4 separate regions of the Mus musculus genome follow, and regions 1, 2 and 3 are each linked to region 4. Evidence: chromatin contacts called from public Hi-C, HiChIP or PLAC-seq and promoter capture Hi-C data. All regions are on one chromosome and are shown on one strand. The core of a region is the stretch at or near the end of the contact, and the rest is flanking DNA. Distances in the headings are between cores, read along the strand shown.

Region 1 (4,228 bases), core at 1,184-3,683, 1.4 Mb after region 4:
CCACCCTGGAGACTGTGATTTAACACACCCCTGAAAGGTGTCTAAGTCAGATCTAAAGTTGAAAAGATATCAGCATTCTGAAAAAAGAAAAAAAAATCCCATTAATAAATAAATAGCCAGTATAAAATAATCATCAAAAGGAACTGTGTGCAGATATGTGTGAGCTACAGACACCACAGAGAAATCAGGGAGGTTACTTCTTAGGTAGCTGAAACAAACAAACAAACAAAAAAAGATGTATCATCAGACACTACCAAAGCAGATTTTCCAGTTTTCACATCTTAAATAGTTGCAGAATTTTTAAATTCATCACAGAGAAAAAACTTCCGAAAATTAATGAAAAGAAATGTCAGACTTTAGAAGCCTTGAAAATCAATGTGGGATTGGTTAATGAATGATGGCCCATCCACATATCAGCCATTAAACATCAAATTGAAGAACAGTTAAAGACATAGAAACACACAACAGCATAATGAAAGACAAGCCTCATCGATATACACAACATATCAATTCTCTATAGACTATTATACAGAAGTGCATGCTTCTATAAATGAATGTATGTGAATAAAGAAATACAAGCAGGCACACCATGAGGGACTGACTAGTGACAATCTGCTACAATGTTAACAATGGCTATCTGAGGAGGCGGAAGTTTACAGGCGGTTTCTATTCCTTCTTTGTGCGCCTCTGTTTTCCAACTGTCTTCCAGTGCGACTGTTTTGCTGTTTTGTGCTTACAGAGCTAATACATTATTACAAAGTTACACCTTCTTATCCCGAGCACTGCATAGAAAATGTAAAACAAACCACCTCAAACCTCAACGAAGCCAAGTCTTCCATCAACAAACAGCGAACATTCATTGAGCATTCTCATTATGTCCCTGGTTCTAATAACTTTGTAAATGCATCGACGGCTTTTTTTTGGGGGGGGGGGGCAGGGAAGGGTCGAGCCCTGAAATAACACCAAATGCAGCTGAGTGTTGCTTCCAACAATGGATTTACAGCTCTCTTCCCATGGCTTGGAATAAAGGGGGCTTATTAAATGATCTCTGAAGGTTTTCAAAGCTATGGCGAGATTGCTCATGAAAAAGAAATTTCATCAAATAAAGTGTGTGAAAGAGAGCTTGGAGGGTGGCAGCTGCGTGCAATCTCAAAAACAGAACTCTATAGAACAGGAAAACAACAGAATAATGTCTCTCAGTTCCTCCTCTTAATATCCTAAAACCTCTTTTCCAATATCATCGTGGGCAGAATGATCCAACTGTAGTCTGTGCTATTGTAGGTAAAAGAAAAACAAAAACCAAAAAACAAACAAAAAACCATTGGGAGGTTGTCTTTGCTGTATATATTACTTTAAAGAATAACCTCGAAGTAAACAAAAAAACTTTGAGATACAATTTTAGTCATGTTCTGGGGACACTGTGTACTAGAAACAAACATTCCCGTGTTTCATTAAAGGGTCCTAAGGGCAAGGCACTGGAACTTGGCAAAAGGCAGTTCACGTGTCAAATACACCCAAATCCTCAATACATGAAATGCGGGGGGTGAAGGGAAACCCCATTTCTCTAGGTGTAAATTCCAGCTGGGTAGTAAGAGGCAACGGGGCTTCCCGGCGATCTGTGGGATTGTTTCCCCAGCTCGAGGCCCGACCTAACGGTAAGTGCTAGGCCATTGGCCGGTGCTTCACGCGTGGATCGTGGAAGAACACTGACCTGTTAAGGTCTATTTCGTGTCTCGCTCGTCACCCTCGGAGACATAGTAGATGGATCTTTTGACGAACGCAAACCAGTCCTATGTATGCTAGCGCACACCTGTGACACATGCACGTATGCACCAGTGGGTCGATGGGGGACACTCGAGGAGCCCACTGGCAGGTTTATAGCACACGGAAACTATACGGGGGTGAAAAACACAAAGGCTCGAGGCACAGAACCAACTCGAGGATTGCAGATGCGCTCGCACATTCAACCCGGGACACAAAAGAGCAGAGATCAGCGCAGCCCTGCGGATGGGGACCGCCCGGGGCCCACGTGCGCTCCCCGCCGACCCCGCAGCCGCGCACCCCGAGTCCGCCGCGCCGTCACCAAACGGACCCGAAACTTGGCCGCGGGGACTTAAGAGCCGCGGAGCGGGAGCCTTCGCGCCGCCTCGCGTCGGCGCCAGCGCCAGCCACCGGTTCCCGGCCGTTCGGAGGAAGCTCGAAGGGGGCGCGTCAGCCCGCCCCGCAATCCCCTTAGCGCCCGGCCCGGTCGCCCCCGCCGCGGTGGCCACACTCCTCACTGACACCAAGGGACATTCCCCCGAGGCCCGCCCGCCCTCCCCGGCTCCGCCGCTCCTCACCAGAGCGCGACGTGCCAACGCTTCAGCGAGCCCAGAGCCGCAGCCGCCGCCGTCGCTCTGGCGCCCGCGGCCGCGCCGCCGCCATCTTGGCTCCGGCCGGAAGTGACGTCGGCACGGCGCCCACAACCCCCGACCCCGACCCCGACCCCGCGCGTAGCTCGTGGCCTGCGACCCCGAGGAGCTCAACACGACGGTCAGGCGTGACCCCGGCGGACTGTGTCGCCCTCTCTGTCAATCACGGACTCGCCGCTCGCCCCAGAGCGTTATTACCTCGAAGGGAAGCCCGCGTCGCCATGGCCGGGCCAGCCTGACCACTATAGAGTTAGGGCTGAGAAACTCAAGAGTTGGTCAGAGAAGCCACCCTACTTCAGACGACCGCGACTGACTGGCGTGGTGGCGCACACTTTAATCCCCAAACTCGAGGCAGAAGCAGCCAGAGCTACATAGTGAATTCCAGGAAGGCAGGACCACACCCTTAGACCTTGTTTCAAGAAAAACAAGAGCAGAATCCACTCTGAAGGCCACTCACTAGACCACTGCCAGGCAAATAGACCGTTTAAATGGTGTGCAAAGGACCAATATAGCCACACACACACAAACCCGAAACTTCAGCAAAGCAGATGCAACTGAGCGGCTGTATTCATCCCTTACCAGGAGGCATTTGCTAACTGCCAGCTATGGGCCTAGGTCAGTGCCAAGGCTCTGTGGTACCCAGCATGGCCTTCATCTTGCCCTTGGGAACTGCACCACTATTTACAAACAAGTGAGCTGGAGATGGATTGGATTGAACTGGAGACCACTTCTGACATCCCAGAAAAGAGGTTTGACGGGAACATAGTTGCCAATCAATCTGAAGTTGTAGAGAGATGAAAGTTACTTGTCACATCTAGATGGTACCCAGAGCCATGAGTACTTCAAGATAAAGCTATCCTCTGAGAAGAAAGGAAAAAAAAAAAAAATCTAAGTGTAGTGGGCCGTATTAGTCCTCTGAGAAAAGGATCTGAAAAATAGATAATGTATTATGTTCAAATGTGCCTCCAAAACTTTGGAAAGACCAGACAAGCTCATCAAATGTACCTGTTGTTTAGAAAGTACGTCAATCAACGTGGATTGTGGTATACTCTGTAAAGGATTGGTGACATGGTGATTATCTCATCAGTACTGTTGACAGGTGAGGACAATGTCAAGTGTTGTCAAGGTCTGGATCACCACAGAGCCCGTGGAGAGAGGAAATAAAACCTCAAATGTTTGCTTATGTCTCTCACTAGTCAAGAGTTTACAAACCTAAGAGAGACATGCAAACTTGTCACTAGAATATACACTATTATGGTACAGGCTGCCACTGGAATTTGCACTCTTTATTTGATTAACACCTTACTAAGTATATGCATCAAAAATCATCTGAGGTAGCGTGGGAGCAAAAGGGAGACCACCACCTCATCTACCACCAAACTGCCATAGCCATCATTTTAAAAGAAAATCTACTTACCCCCTGGCATCCAATAGAATGCAAAAGGAAATATAGGGGATTTTGATTTTTGTCAAATCAAAACATGACATGGTAAAACCAGAGAACACCATGCCAAGAAGGCAGTGGCTGTTCTTCCTGTCTTTAATCTGATATGACAATGCCTTTTTCCCCTGGGGCAACGGTTTCAGATTTGATGTCTTAAAACAACAGAAATTTAATCTCCTGCAAATGTAGAGGCTAGAGTCCAAATCAGTATCAGTAGACTCAAGCTAAGGTGTCAGTAGGACCACACTTCCTCTGAGGTCTCTAGGGGAGACTGTTTCCTTCTTCCAGCTTCTGGTGACTGCCAACATTCCTTGGCTTGTCACTATGCCACTCAACTCTTCAAGGCCAACATCATCACACTCTCTTCATCTTT
Region 2 (4,332 bases), core at 1,238-3,737, 1.4 Mb after region 4:
GGCAGTCAAACAGCCCTAAGTCTTGTCTACCATAATCCATGCCCAAACAACACAAAAAAGCAAAGCCTTCCAATTATTTAAAGAAATACAATCCAAGTTGTTTTTTTTTCAATTTTCAGATAATCTAATCATTTCATTAAAAAAAATCACACCCATGTTTATAAAGATTATTATATATCTAGCAGAATACTAGATTTAAAAGGAGATTTAGGTGCCATTATTAGAATACAAATTTCTTAAGATAATATTTATTGAGATCTAAATCATAACAACTAGGAGTACCTTATGGAAGTCTTTTTAAATCTGAAAATTTAAATTTGTATCTATAATTATAAACACTTCTTTGCTCCATAATTAGCATATGCTGAAACAGTCTATTTTTAGGGTCAGAAAAAAAGGAAGAAGATAATGAAAATGAAATCAAGAAGTCGCCACAGTGTTAACCACCTGGTAGAATCATACCTTTGAACGGAGTGGGCCAAACTCAGACAGTCTTTAAAACATAAAAAAATTAAAAATAAAAAAATAAACCTCTGCAAAGAAAATGCAGCCACTAAGCAGCAACAACCCGGATGGATGACCAAGTCATGGGAAGATAAACACAGGATGTACTCCGTGGGACTGCATAGCTATGACACTAGAGAACAGGACAGTAGAGACACCAAGTTCGTCAGCAGCTGCCTCTTGTGAAGGACTAATCAGCAAGGGAAGCCTGGGACATTGCAATGTCCCACAGCCAGCAAATGGCCATATCTCCTTGAGTGCAGATGTGTGTCAAATGGGTACACCATGAGGCACACAAATCACACCTCAGGGGTTAAAAAATCTAGAAAAAAACTGGCCTAGGAGTCTCATTTAATATCAAACAACTTAAAATTTAAGCTCAGAGATAAACAGCTGAGGTAAAATGTTAACAAGATACTCAGAAAAGAGAAAACCAGAAATGACATACAACTACAATGGCAAGCTAAGGCAAACAACAAGAGTTTACCTAACAGCAGAAAAACAGTAGCCCAGAGGGCAGAGTTCAGCAGCCCTACATCTTAACAAGAACTAAAATGATGGGAAAATACTTAAAACATGAAGAGGGAAAAGAAACCATGAACCAGTGTCAAACTGTAAAAATACCACGACTGGAATAAACACAGTGTCTATAGTATTAAAAAAGAAAGGAAAAGAAAACCCAAGTATGTTCATTTAACACCTCTTTGCAGCAAACACTAAACCGGGCTGGAGCTGGCTCTGGACGCCAGCGTCCCCAGCAGGAGGCTCGGAAGCATCTGTAGCTCCAGCTGCAAGGCCTCCAGGGCATCTACATACAGACACATGCACACACATACAAACAATATTTTTTTTTTTTGAGACAGGGTTTCTCTGTATAGCCCTGGCAGTCCTGGAACTCACTTTGTAGACCAGGCTGGCCTCGAACTCAGAGATCCACCTGCCACTGCCTCCCGAGTGCTGGGATTAAAGGCGTGCGCCACCATGCCTGGCTACAATAAATATTTTTAAACGTATGAAACTAAGATAGAGTTTTAAATACTTTCTATTTACAGATAGAAAGGCCAACTTACAAACACATGAAAATCTAGCTAACCTCATAATTAATAATCCTAAATATTTATTAATCATTAAAGCAAAATGAACCTTTAAGTCATCAGACTTAAAGAACAGGAATATCAGTATAACAGAACAGAATGTATCATTTTAATTAATATTTATTAACACAATTCAAACATTCCTATACTCAGAACTGTCCCAAACTCCCCCATCCCTCAAGCAAACTCTCCTCCGATCTTTAACAAGGCCCATGAAACTGACCTTGTACCTCTTTGCCTGGCTTCATGTGGCCTCAGGACCAGCCTCTCCTTCCCTACCACAGCCCCTCTCTTCACACTCTCTGCCAGCTGACAGCTGCTACTGGTAAAATGGCTATTATAGAAGGTTGCATTCACTATTTCACATAAGCAATATGGATTAATGGCTCTGATTTTTAAAAATATAAGGACTGGGTATGGTGGTACACATCTTTAATCCCACCACTTGGGAGGCAGAGGCAGAGGGATCTCTGTGAGTTCAAGACTGGTCTGGTCTATATAGTAAGTTCTAGGACAACCAATGCTATGTAGAGAAACTTTTTGCCAAAATTAAAAAATAATAAATAAATAAACACCCAGAAAACAAACATATATACGAATATTCATACATAATAAGCAAATTTTACTGGCTTTTCATGAGAAGAAATATAAATAAGCAAATCCACGTCTATACTTTACCCATTTGCAATAAAATATAATGAAGCACGGCCCTGCCCTTTGCACACTGTGTTTCTTTCAGTCTGCCCATTACTTCCTTTCCTGTATTGTTGTGCACCTGGATTCTGGCTGTGTCCCACCTTGGTTCTGAGATCAGTGGCTGTGTAACACAGAGCACTTCCTCTAGCCCTCCCTGCCACTCCTCCTCACAGGGACTCGCTGCTTCACAGCACTTTCACTATCCTCTGGAACCAGCCTTGCCTGCTTTTCTGAGCATCAAGACTGCAGAGCCTCATCCACGTGGTTCTCTGCAGTGTCCATGACATGCTGGGAGGGGTTCTGTGCATGGGAACAAATAAACACCCAGGACAGCAGAGCTACGAGAACTGCAGATGGATTACAACGGTGCTCACAAGCTTCTTTCCTTGTTTTACTGGTCTTTAAAACTAGCACAGAAAGCAAAACTCCCCTGCTACTGGTTAATGGCAGTAGTAACACAGGCCACTGCTTAGAACAGAGAGCTGTTGTGACTATAGTTCCTATACTGCCAGAAAAGATTCCAGGGGGGGAAACTATGTAACTCAGGAAATTAGTAATAAAGGTAGTCCCAGGAAATCCTCATAGCTGTCCTCAAATACTTTGGTTTTTCTCTGCTACCAGATGGGATCACACCCCACCACCACATTAATTTTAAATGACATATGCCAACGTGAGTGTGGCCAATTAATGTCACATACCAAAAGTCCACGATCCCTTGTTCCTGTGTAACTACAATAGGACAGCACCACGACAATCCAGAGTGTGCAGCAAAGACCAGGGAATAAGCTGGGGCTGTGTTAAGCCACTGAGCTGGGCAGCTGTTTGCCACTTCTGCAAACCTGAGTATACCTGGGCTGCTACAGTGAGAGGCTTTATACATCTGACTGCTGCTGACTGCAAAGCTCCTTTTTTCACTCTGGAATGACCATCTCTTGGTCCTAAAGTCTTCCATCACAAAGTGGGAATTCTAATGCCTGCATTTCATAGGTTGTTTTTATAAGAGGAGAATATATATACTTAACAAAGAGCTTGGCAACTGTGCTAAGAACTCAACAGATACAAAATGGAATTAAACTGTAGCATATCTAAGCTAGGCTACTTTGAGCCTATTTACATTGTGCCACTAAATAACCTAGGAAACAGGAAAATATCACAGAGATGATCTCTAATTCACAATAGTCTAAGATACAAAAGAAAAAAGTTGTAATTGCGTTGGCTTTACCTTGAGTTTAGTAGGATGTAATCACATTGTAAGTCTAGGAGCAACTGTATTGGGTTAGTGTGGAATAGTAGTGAGGAAACAAAGGATAGCTATGACCTAAAAACAGAAAATACAACATGAGGGCAAAGGTGACTCCGACTGCCAGCTAGGCACGGCAGTGAGGAGGAACAAGGACTCACCTGCATAGCAAACTATGCTCCCTCTTGGGAGGAGAGAGACAGCAAGTGAGTGGGTACTGAGTGACAAACAGGGGAGAGAAGGAAAAACAAAGAACTCATGTTCTGGGGGTGTATGGAGCCCCAGAAATGGCTGCAGAGGGAGAGCCTAACAAGCTACCTCTGGAGGGGGAACTTGGGACACGCCCACACAGAAGAGGGGTGTGTTCAACACGGGCATGCTTTGAGAGCTATCACCCCTCCTAGAGGATTCTCATAAGCAACATGACCCGACCCAGATCATCCCCGTGCCTCAACTGGCTCATTCATGGGAAAGAAAAGAGTCTGTGCTAGTGTCTCAGAGACCACAGCCATCATAGGACAGCGCTACCTGCTAAGCCGCAACCGAGAGATGCTAATCATTTCCTGGAGAGAAAATTCCACCCAACCAAGAATAACTTCACGATTTTAATTATAAGTTAGTTTTACTCAAGTTCAAACTTTTTCTACCCGAATTGTGTCATGTAGTTATTTAGAAATTTTTAGTACAATCTGACTGACAACAAGAGTGATAAGTGCAGGAACAAAACTATAAACTACTCTGAATTTTTTTAATTACAAGAACAATTGTGGATGAATGTAGTGTTCCAATTTAATAAAG
Region 3 (4,802 bases), core at 1,225-3,724, 1.4 Mb after region 4:
GGCATGAAGAAACCTGGTCTCAGAAAATCCTGAGAACCAGAAGCAAGATGGGTTTTCCTGAAAATGTAAAGTTCTAAGAAAAACCTTGCCATCCAGATGCTAGCAGTTGCCTGGCTTTGTAAGCTTACTGTAATGGACTGGGCCACTTATTACCGGACAGCTTAGTATGGAAACTTAGGGGAGGAGGTAGTGGCTGCATCCAGCTTCACTTTCTGATGGCATCCAGGTGTTGTTCCTAGGAGCACGCCTGCCTGCAAGAGGACATCAGCACAGCACACTGACTGGGACACTTGACAACCAAAGCTGTGGCCTTTGAACTACTGGCAAGATGAAACTTTATGTAGAGAACTGGAGGAAATAAAACTGAGACCCTGATCGTCTACATCTTTAAATCTGGAACATTAAACCAAAGTTAACTCCTGAGACTTTAGGGAGTGAGGGAGACTGGGCGTGCTTAGTACTGACGCTGCTTTAGTAGTCAAGTGCATGCTAAGAGGCATCACTTAATACGGAAAAAATCATTTTAGGAGGTTTTGGAGGATAAAAGCCTTCTGGCTCTAGAGCTATAGTACTGTGTGTCACTCCTAGTACTACTAGGGGTCCAGATGGTGTATCTGTTATGGGATGGATAAGCATGTGGCAGTCAGGACAACTATAGGGTCTGTAACATGACATTTGTGTAACCATAGTAATTCTCTATATGAAGGTTTTAGACATGTGGCTTCACTGTTATCTCCTAAATAAAGCATATATTTAAACAGGTTTTTATAACAAAACACTAAAAAAATTTTCCAGATGGTAACCAGAGTTGGAAATAATAAACAGCTACAATCACTGGTTCAAAGTTCCCCGAGTTCTCTCGTCTCCCACTCACATTCTACTAGGGCTTAACATGCACTACTTCTGACACTGTAAGCAATATCACTTCCTCAGACCTTCTGGAGAAAATAACAGAAAGGAAATATTTAAGACGTTTAGAAATTGAGTGCAAAGCTACCTCTGCGCTGCCAATCAGGCACGGCTGCCACAGGATCGGGGGGGGGGGGGGGGGACACGACACACAACTGAACAGTCTCAGCCGGAGTTCCCAGATTCACGTTTATCACATTGTATTATTTAAGCAAGAAAAAGATAAAGACTCTACAGTGGGCCAAGTCAGGATGTAATGATGTAGTCAGTACCCCAGCAGCATGGTAAAGTACTTCAGCATGTCTAAGCCTAGATCTGAGTCCAAGGTCCGGTGCTCCAAACAAACAAAACACTATGCACACAGACATAAGCATATAATGAATTAAAAACAATTTCTCATTAGCAGTGTACACTGTGATCACAGCAAATGGGAAACTTATAAATTAAGTTGTTCATTCTTTTGAGTATCCAAAAGTAAACAGTTTACAAAATACTTGCAGCTTACTTCTGCAGACACGTTTGCTGATGTGGGATTTGTTGACTACTTTGTATTGTCTCGGCCCTGTCTACTTCCTGGCCCGCTTTACTCTTACTGATTAGTTCAAGGAAGAGGTGCTGATGCGCGCAGTCTCCTCCTCTGCAGCACACTGAGGCCTTGTCACTGCCGCACTGGTTCATGAACTTTAAGGTTTCCTTAGGCCAAACATTAAGGACCCTGAACAGGATCTAATATAAAAATTAAATCTAGAAACTGATTTAGTGGAGTTCTAATTCATTTTGTGGCTGTAGTAGAAGGAAGTAATGATGGTTGCTTCTTTCCTTCCCTGCCTTAGGATGTAGGTAAGTGTTCTGGTTTTTCTGTTTGTTTTGTCAGATTATTAATTTGTGAAGGGTAGTGTCTCGTGGTTCATTTTGGCTTTTTGGAACACAAATGCACTATTTTGAAGTGGCATCTCCAAAGGTTTGGTTTGCTGACGAAGCTGGTCCCGTCCTAGCTGCCTGACTCATTCTGTAGGAAAGGCAGGAGAGTGGACTTGTTAGGAACAGTTTCCCCAGTCTGGACCCAGGCACAGCACCCCTTCTTCCTCTTTATTTTCTCTCTTATTGCCTTCCTCTTAATGGACTTCTCACGCAGTCCAGACTGGATTGTAAATTTCTGATCTGCCTCCACCTCCTAAGTGCTTGGACAATAGGCATGTGCTGTTAGGCCTGGCTGAACTAACTGCAAAGGTAACTGAGTTTTCTTAAGGAGTGCTGGAGTTCATTTCTTCATTGTGCTTATCCTACAGTACATTTTGTTTTTGAAGATGATCTCCCTATGTGGTTCCTGCTAGCCTAGAACTCCAGGACAGCCAGGGCTACACAGAGCGGGAGAGGGAGGATGGGGGGCACAAGTGCTTTCAGTATCTTTTTCACTTAGAGGAAGCTCTTGCTTCTGTACTGTAATATAAGCTCCCCTAAACTATTAATGCTACTAAAGACCAAACTCCAGATCTCTCTGGCAGCATGTAATACACATAGGGAATCCAAACTACACAGCTCCAGGCTGTTAACCTGGACTGCAGCTTTCAGCTCTGCATGCAGCCTTCACTCAAAGTGCCCATCAACAGTCAATCCCCAGTTAACCAACCAAGCTTTCCATCCAATCAATTCCTAGTTAATTTTTATTTATTCATTCATTTGTTTACTAAGACATGGTCTCTCTATGTAGCCCTGGCTGTCCTAGATAGAACTCTCTTTATAGACCAGGTTGGCCTCAAACTCAGAGATGTAAACTCAGTCTCTGTCTCCCAGATACTGGGATTAAAGACATGCACTACTACACCTGGCTCCTGCTTTCGTTAGAGGCAACTTCAAATATGAAACTACACCCTCCTCTGTTAGGTTCCACGCTCAGGAACACCAAGTTCCCGTATCTAAACACCATCTGTGAACTGGAATACGAAACTGCCTAGGGGAGAGAAGCACAGCTAGTTTTAAACCAATTTAAAAATCAGTTATTTAAGCAAAGAACCTGGTGTTCATATATTTAAGGAAACAACAAAATTGAGGGTTTTAACATACAAGTTATAGTCAGATTAAAAAAACTAAACTAATTTGAACTCATTATAAGGGTCTTCTAGAAAATGCAATTATAATCAAACTTTTTTTTCTGGTTTAGACAAGTCATAGCTTCCAATTCCCTTTTAGACAGAATACACGGCAGCACATGTCAAGAGTTCCTAACACACTCCATCAGATGTCTCAAATAGTTTTTTTATATTAGGATTCTAGGCTGGCAAGTGAGATGGCTCAGCAGACAAAGAAAGGTACTTGTTCCCAAGCCTGACAAACTGAGTTTAATTCCCAGAACCCACATTGTTATGATCTTTACCCTACTCTGCCTCTGGCCATGTGCACAGGCACAGACACAAGCACACAAACATAAAGAAATGTTTGTGAAGAACATTTTATAAAATTCTGGCTAATCCACACAATTTTTCTGTGAACAAGGCTACACATAATTAAGAATCAAAGGCACAGAAACAGTTTCCAACATTTAGCCCAAATCTGGAGCCCCTCAGTGATGGCTCAAGTAAACAGAAAAAGTAACACAAGTTTTCTCCCTCCTGGTGAAAAGCTTAACTGAAACCATCCTGAGCATAGACACAGCCCACAGCAGGAAAGGTGGGCAGGACATGCACTGCTCGATGAAGGCATCTCTCAGATGGATGGCAGCTAGGGCTTCAGGAGACACCGCTGTTAAGACTCACTATACACTTTGCCTGCCACACAGCCTGACTTAACAAGTCTGAGGCCACAAGCACAGGAACACATTGCGTCTGGCTCCACACCTGTCAAGAGGTGAGGGCCCAGTTAAGTCTACCTAAGAACTGCCTACCACCATCAGGCCTCGATCACTCAGCTCCAGTCAGGAATATGCAACAGAGCTGCCAGCTGCTAGAAGAGACCAAGTGATCGTTTCATGTAAGCCAGCCTGTTCTCTGCTTTTATAAAGTGTACTTTTGAATAGCTAACTTCAAATCCTGTACTGCTGCCCACTGCATTTACAAAAGCATGGCCACCTCCCCAGCCCAAACCATCTCCCAACCCATACTAAGTTGATATCCTTCAGCAGATCACCAATCTCAAACATGCTCTTGACGCTCGCCTGAGAAGTGCCCATTCTTCATCTGGAGCTAGGACAAAACACTCCAGAGATGCAAGATGAGTGAGAACACTGGTGGGGGGGCTCAGCAGTCTGCAACTCTCTTCAGGAGGCTGGGCACCCACCACCTGCACACCTTTCCTTCTACACATTTCCAACAAGCCTAACAGTCTTCTTTGATGCCATATATCCCTCACAGGGAAAATTCATTCATTGCTCTTTCTCAAGATCCTTCTCATGACAACCAGGAAGCCTCAAGGGGCCCCTGCTGACCCACATGAACAAGGAGAGACACTTAGTATGGCTTGCACTTGATTGCAATTATGTAGACGAGGAACTTCACAGGGCTGGCATTTAATGCCTAATTTAGCCAGCTCCTGAATCTCCCCAACCAATGCAAACATGGTACCTTGCAGAAAAGAGGCCAATATAGCCATGTATAGAGCTGAGTTTCTCAGTTCAAGAAATTCTCACATGCATGGAGTATAAGCTTGTCTAGATCATATGCCTCTTCTCTGCCTGGAGCCCTCAGCCCCCTGGAACTTCATGTCACTTATGACACAGGTGAAGGAAGGCCCTGACAGGAATTGTGCCACACCCCACACAGATGTTATGAGCCCTTGGCCATCGGACCCTGTGAGAGCAGAAACCTTATCTCATCTGCCCCCGCCCCTACCTGGACTGCGTTCTCTGCATGTGAAACTTTTCAGCTGTTCTAACCTGGCCTGAGCTGCTCAGCACCTCT
Region 4 (4,227 bases), core at 306-2,805:
CTATACCTGTGTTTTGGATTGATTTTCTGCACTGGCACCAGCAGACCAATTTGCACTCACTCATGTTTATTTTTACCAAGCTGAAACTAGGTTATTTAACAGTCTGAGAAATCAGGTGGCAGGGATAACTGCCAAATCCCCAAACAAGCCAGTTTTAGCCAACGTGGTGAATCTCCTTTACTTTGGGGCAACTAACCCCCTTTGAGTTTCTCATTACTGCTCTCCCCAGATTTCCTGTTTGTAAATTCACCTCAGCTGCTCCTCCCGAGTGTACATCCTATTTTATGGAAGGAAATGTTGACTGATGCCCAAATCAGGAAACAAGTGTAATATTATCGTTTGACATATTCCAAGGTGGATTCTTGGCTATGAGTCTATTCTGGTTCTGGTCACGCTGTGAGATCCCTGACACATGTCTACAGCTGTCATCAAGGAATAACTATATCCCTGTCAGGAATGTGGCATAAGGCTAGCAGAGAGAATAGCGTAAGGGGCTAGCACAATGCCCAATTACTTTTTTAAAAATGTGTTTAATTAGTTAATGCATATATGAGCACTCTGTCTTCATGCACAGAGGGAATCAGATCCCATTACAGATGGTTGTAAACCACTATGTGGTGGCTGGGATTTGAACTCAGGACCTCTGGAAGAACAGCTGGTCCTCTTTACCCTGAACCATCCATCTCTTCAGACCTTGTTCAATTACTTTTTTTAAAGATTTATTTATTTATTACATGTAAGTACACTGTAGCTGTCTTCAGACATCAGAAGAGGGTGTCATTTCTCAATACAGATGGTTGTTGAACCACCATGTGGTTGCTGGGATTTGAACTCATGACCTTCAGAATAGCAGTTGGTGTTCTTAACCGCTGAGCCATCTCTCCAGTTATTTCAATTACTTTTTAAGTCGTGGAAATAAGTGGTACAAAACTGAGAGAACATAGGATTAGATTCCTGGCAGTTTCTCTGGGGGAGGTGCTGAGGAGGGAAAGAGAGCGAGATCTAACCAATGAGCTTGGTTAGATTGAGGGCACGATAGCCCTGAAACAGCAGGCAGCAAGAGGTTTACTAGCCGCAGCGTTAGAAAGCCACAGCCAGCAAGGGACTTGAAAGATCTAGGACAAATGTCTAGGCGTGGTTTTCTTCCCTTTTCTCTCGTGATCCTTTGAGTATCTGTAGAAGTAGGGTCATTGTGAATTTTGGTAGAGCAATCGCCATGCGAGGGGAAAAGTTACAACTACCGCTAAGCAGAACCAGCAAATGGGAGCAAGATAGCAAGGCAACCACAAGGCCTGGAACCCTAGGGGAGAGTCTGGGATGCAAAGGAGGGCTTCGGGGCGGGGCGAAGGAACTCGGTAGGGCGGGATTGCTGGTCTACGAGGCGAGGAGGGGCGAGTCCTAGGGGAGAAGCGTTATCATGTGAGGCAGGTCTTAGTCCGTACGGCGAAGTGATGGGGCGGAGCTTGAATGCAGCGCCAGTGGGCGTGGCGAAGCAGCGCGGTCGTAGGGCGTGGCGAAGGGGCGGGGCCTGAGAGCGCGGCGTTGAGGGAGGTGTTGGGGGCTGGTGGTGGGGTGAGCGGCCGTGGGAGCTGTTTTGATTGCGGAGGTGGAGCCCAGTGAGCGCGAGTCACAGGCCGCGGGGCGGGGCGGGGCGGGGCGGAGCGGAGCCCAGTGGACCGGGTGACCGCTGGCCGGAGCGGGATCCCTGGAGGCGCTATGTGGGGGCGGGGCGTGGGCGCCGGGGCGGAACCCGAGGGCCGGAAGCGGACAGAACCCGGGGTCCCGCAATCGGCTCGCCATGGACGAGGCGGACCGGCAGCTCCTGCGGCGATGCAGGGTGCGCCTAGTGAGCGAGCTGCAAGTCGCGGAGCTCTGGGACGCTCTGCTGAGTCGAGAGCTCTTCACGCGCGACATGATCGAGGATATTCAGGTGCGCCCCGCCTCCTTGTGTCCGCCCTCTTTTTCCCGCGGCGCAGATAGGGACTGGGAGGTCGCTGAGAGGTTCTCTGAAGCCACTACGGAGCTCCTGCCCTTTTTTTCCGCTTTGCACCCTGTGCAATCCACGCCCTGGGAAACCATGGTGTGGGAACTCCATTTTTAAAACCTTCCCCAGTACTGCCCTCTTAGTTCGCCACAAGAATAAAATAGAAGAACCCATGCTCCTCTTTTGTGGAGTGTTTGTTAAAAGCGGTCTGTAATCTGCACCGTTTGAACTTTTATGATTTTTCTCTTCTCTAGTATAAGGGCCCTAGACACCCACTTTAGCCTTATACTGGCACATTGTACCAGTCACTTCCCGTTTTTGAATCTCAGTTTCTAGGGCTGTGAAATGGAACGGTGGTCATCCTGTCCTAGGACAAGGACATAGAATCAGGATCTGTCTTTTTTGGCTGGGCTTTTATCAAGTGCATGTTTTATAAAGGAGTTCAGAAAAGAAGGAATTTGATGCAGGTAATGCAGAAGAATAAAATCAAACATTTGATTTTTTTTAATCCACTTTCGCCCACTTAAACCTAGAGCATGAGTCACAATGTTGATGGCTTGTGTAAAGGGGTGTATTGAATTTCTACGCTATATGGATTACTGTGTGAGTGGAATTATTCTGGATCAAAATATAATGGTGGCAGTATTATTTTCATTGTACTAGAGTTCAATTTTAGCTTGATAAAATTCTGTATTACACAAGGGAAAAGGTCAACTTGTTCAAAGTCTAAAGATGAGTATGAAAATTACAGAGAAAACAGGATAGCTGTATGCATAAATGCATCTTCTATTGGAAGATACAGAGTAAAAACTCTTAAAGGACTCTAAAAAGAGAAAAAAAAAACCACTTTAGCATCTTTGTTCCAGTTGATGCCTCACCACAGGTCTGAAAAGGGAATATTTCTTTCTGAGAGGATATGAGTGCCAGGCCCTGGGGGACTGTCTACAAGGCTGTCTCCAGCATCTGTATTGGAACGTGGCTTGGTCCAGTGAAGGAGATAGAAGAAAGTGGTGTAGAGTCATGTGGTTAGCTGCCAAATAATAACAAAAGTAGGCTCAGGAACACATTTGGATGGGCCCATACTGATCAAGAAAAGTGGTTTGAAGGGAAAGTCCTAGCCTTCCAGAAGGCATATTAAGGGGGATCAGGAGCTGAACTGCCCAGAGTGGCACCAGCAGCCACTGTCTTGCTCCCTTCTCCAGCCAAGTGTGGTCAAAACAGTTCTGCCCTTGTGTTGGCAGTGGCAGATTGTTTGAAAGGAGCAGTTTGATCCAGGGGTGCCGGCATACATCTGGAATCCAAGCACTCAGGAGGTAGAGGCAGGAGGATCAGGTGTTCCCAGGGCATCCTTGGCTACATGCAGAGTTTGAGGCCAGCCTGGCTACCTGAGATGGAGTCTTCAGAAGCCAAAACTAAGGACTGAGAGCTGCCTCTGTGGATAAGAGCATTGATTTCAGTTTTCAGAACCCATGTGGTAACTCACAACTATTGACTCCAGTTCCAGGTGTTCTGACACCCTTTTCTGGCCTCCACTGGTACCATGCACACACAGTTGCCACATACAGACTCAGATAGAAAGATACATACACACGTACATACATATACACACATACATACATACATACATGCATACTTAAATACTTAAAAGCAAAATCAGAACACGAAGCCTGATGTATAGCTTGTTTGGTACAGTGCTTGTCTAGCATGCATGAATCTCTGAGTCCAATCCCCAACATAAACCAAGCCTGGTGACTCTGGAGGCAGGAGAGTCAGAAGTTCAAAGGTCATCCTCTGCTATGTAGGAAGTTGAAGGCCAGTCTTGGCTACTTGAGAATTCCTGCGCCCCCCCCCCCCCAAATATGAAAGCTTTCCCCTCATACAAAAGAGAAACTTAACTTTTCTCAAAAACAAAAATGCTGGAGATCTTGATTTCTATATCCAGTTCTCTTATTTTAATGCTAGAAACAAACTGAGAAAAATTTAAGTACCTTGTGTAAACTACTGACCACTGTTTTTGCTACTTTTAGTAGGGCTAATTAGCACTTAGCACAGCACTGGACACCCACAGTAGGTATCTTTCTGCTTTGCAGAGGGACATGAACTCAGGGCACTGCTGGATTAGGTTCTGCCCACCTACCACAGGCATATTAAGGGGGATCAGAAGCTGAACTGCCCAGGGAGGCGCCAGCAGCCTCTGATTTCCTTCAGCTAAGTGTGGTCAGAGCAGTTTCCAACCTAGTGTT

Evidence for each region. Promoter capture Hi-C pulls out the DNA fragments that hold promoters and counts their contacts. A called contact is a pair of places that touch in the nucleus more often than the background predicts. HiChIP or PLAC-seq counts read pairs in DNA pulled down with a chosen protein or histone mark.
Region 1: an H3K27ac HiChIP or PLAC-seq map of acute myeloid leukemia shows a contact between it and region 4, with 22 times the contacts expected there. The contact joins the promoter of Prdm2 here to the promoter of Casp9 in region 4. A contact is called at or near these places in 1 of 39 promoter capture datasets (hippocampal neurons) and 2 of 115 datasets of contacts at active chromatin or transcription factors (acute myeloid leukemia and pro-B cells).
Region 2: a contact with region 4 is called in a Hi-C map of B cells, with 10 read pairs. The contact joins the enhancer-like site here to the promoter of Casp9 in region 4. A contact is called at or near these places in 3 of 39 promoter capture datasets (the 3T3-L1 cell line, embryonic stem cells and hippocampal neurons), 1 of 484 Hi-C or Micro-C datasets (B cells) and 1 of 115 datasets of contacts at active chromatin or transcription factors (large pre-B cells).
Region 3: a promoter capture Hi-C map of liver shows a contact between it and region 4, with 2.2 times the contacts expected there. The contact joins the enhancer-like site here to the promoter of Casp9 in region 4. A contact is called at or near these places in 8 of 39 promoter capture datasets (the 3T3-L1 cell line, 3T3-L1-derived adipocytes, the C10 cell line and 4 more), 1 of 484 Hi-C or Micro-C datasets (B cells) and 5 of 115 datasets of contacts at active chromatin or transcription factors (T-cell acute lymphoblastic leukemia, acute myeloid leukemia, large pre-B cells and 2 more).

The regions. Positions count from the first base shown.
Region 1 is chr4:143,210,276-143,214,503 of GRCm38.p6, forward strand. Prdm2 (PR domain containing 2, with ZNF domain) reads right to left here and starts at 2,434. Exons shown (of 10, transcript NM_001081355.3): 1 at 2,340-2,434.
Region 2 is chr4:143,188,349-143,192,680 of GRCm38.p6, forward strand. The region is part of intron 2 of Prdm2 (PR domain containing 2, with ZNF domain); the gene reads right to left. Among named protein-coding and RNA genes, the nearest start is that of Gm22039, 14 kb to the right of the region's middle. Within about 2 kb of position 2,488, at least 65 of the 459 cell types and tissues checked have an H3K27ac peak or open chromatin away from gene starts, as enhancers often do. A contact at or near this core is called in B cells, where this site is marked.
Region 3 is chr4:143,153,262-143,158,063 of GRCm38.p6, forward strand. The region is part of intron 6 of Prdm2 (PR domain containing 2, with ZNF domain); the gene reads right to left. Among named protein-coding and RNA genes, the nearest start is that of Mir7021, 20 kb to the left of the region's middle. Within about 2 kb of position 2,475, at least 25 of the 459 cell types and tissues checked have an H3K27ac peak or open chromatin away from gene starts, as enhancers often do. A contact at or near this core is called in liver and microglia, where this site is marked.
Region 4 is chr4:141,792,057-141,796,283 of GRCm38.p6, forward strand. It overlaps Casp9 (caspase 9), which reads left to right and starts at 1,556. Exons shown (of 9, transcript NM_015733.5): 1 at 1,556-1,930. The coding sequence starts at 1,799.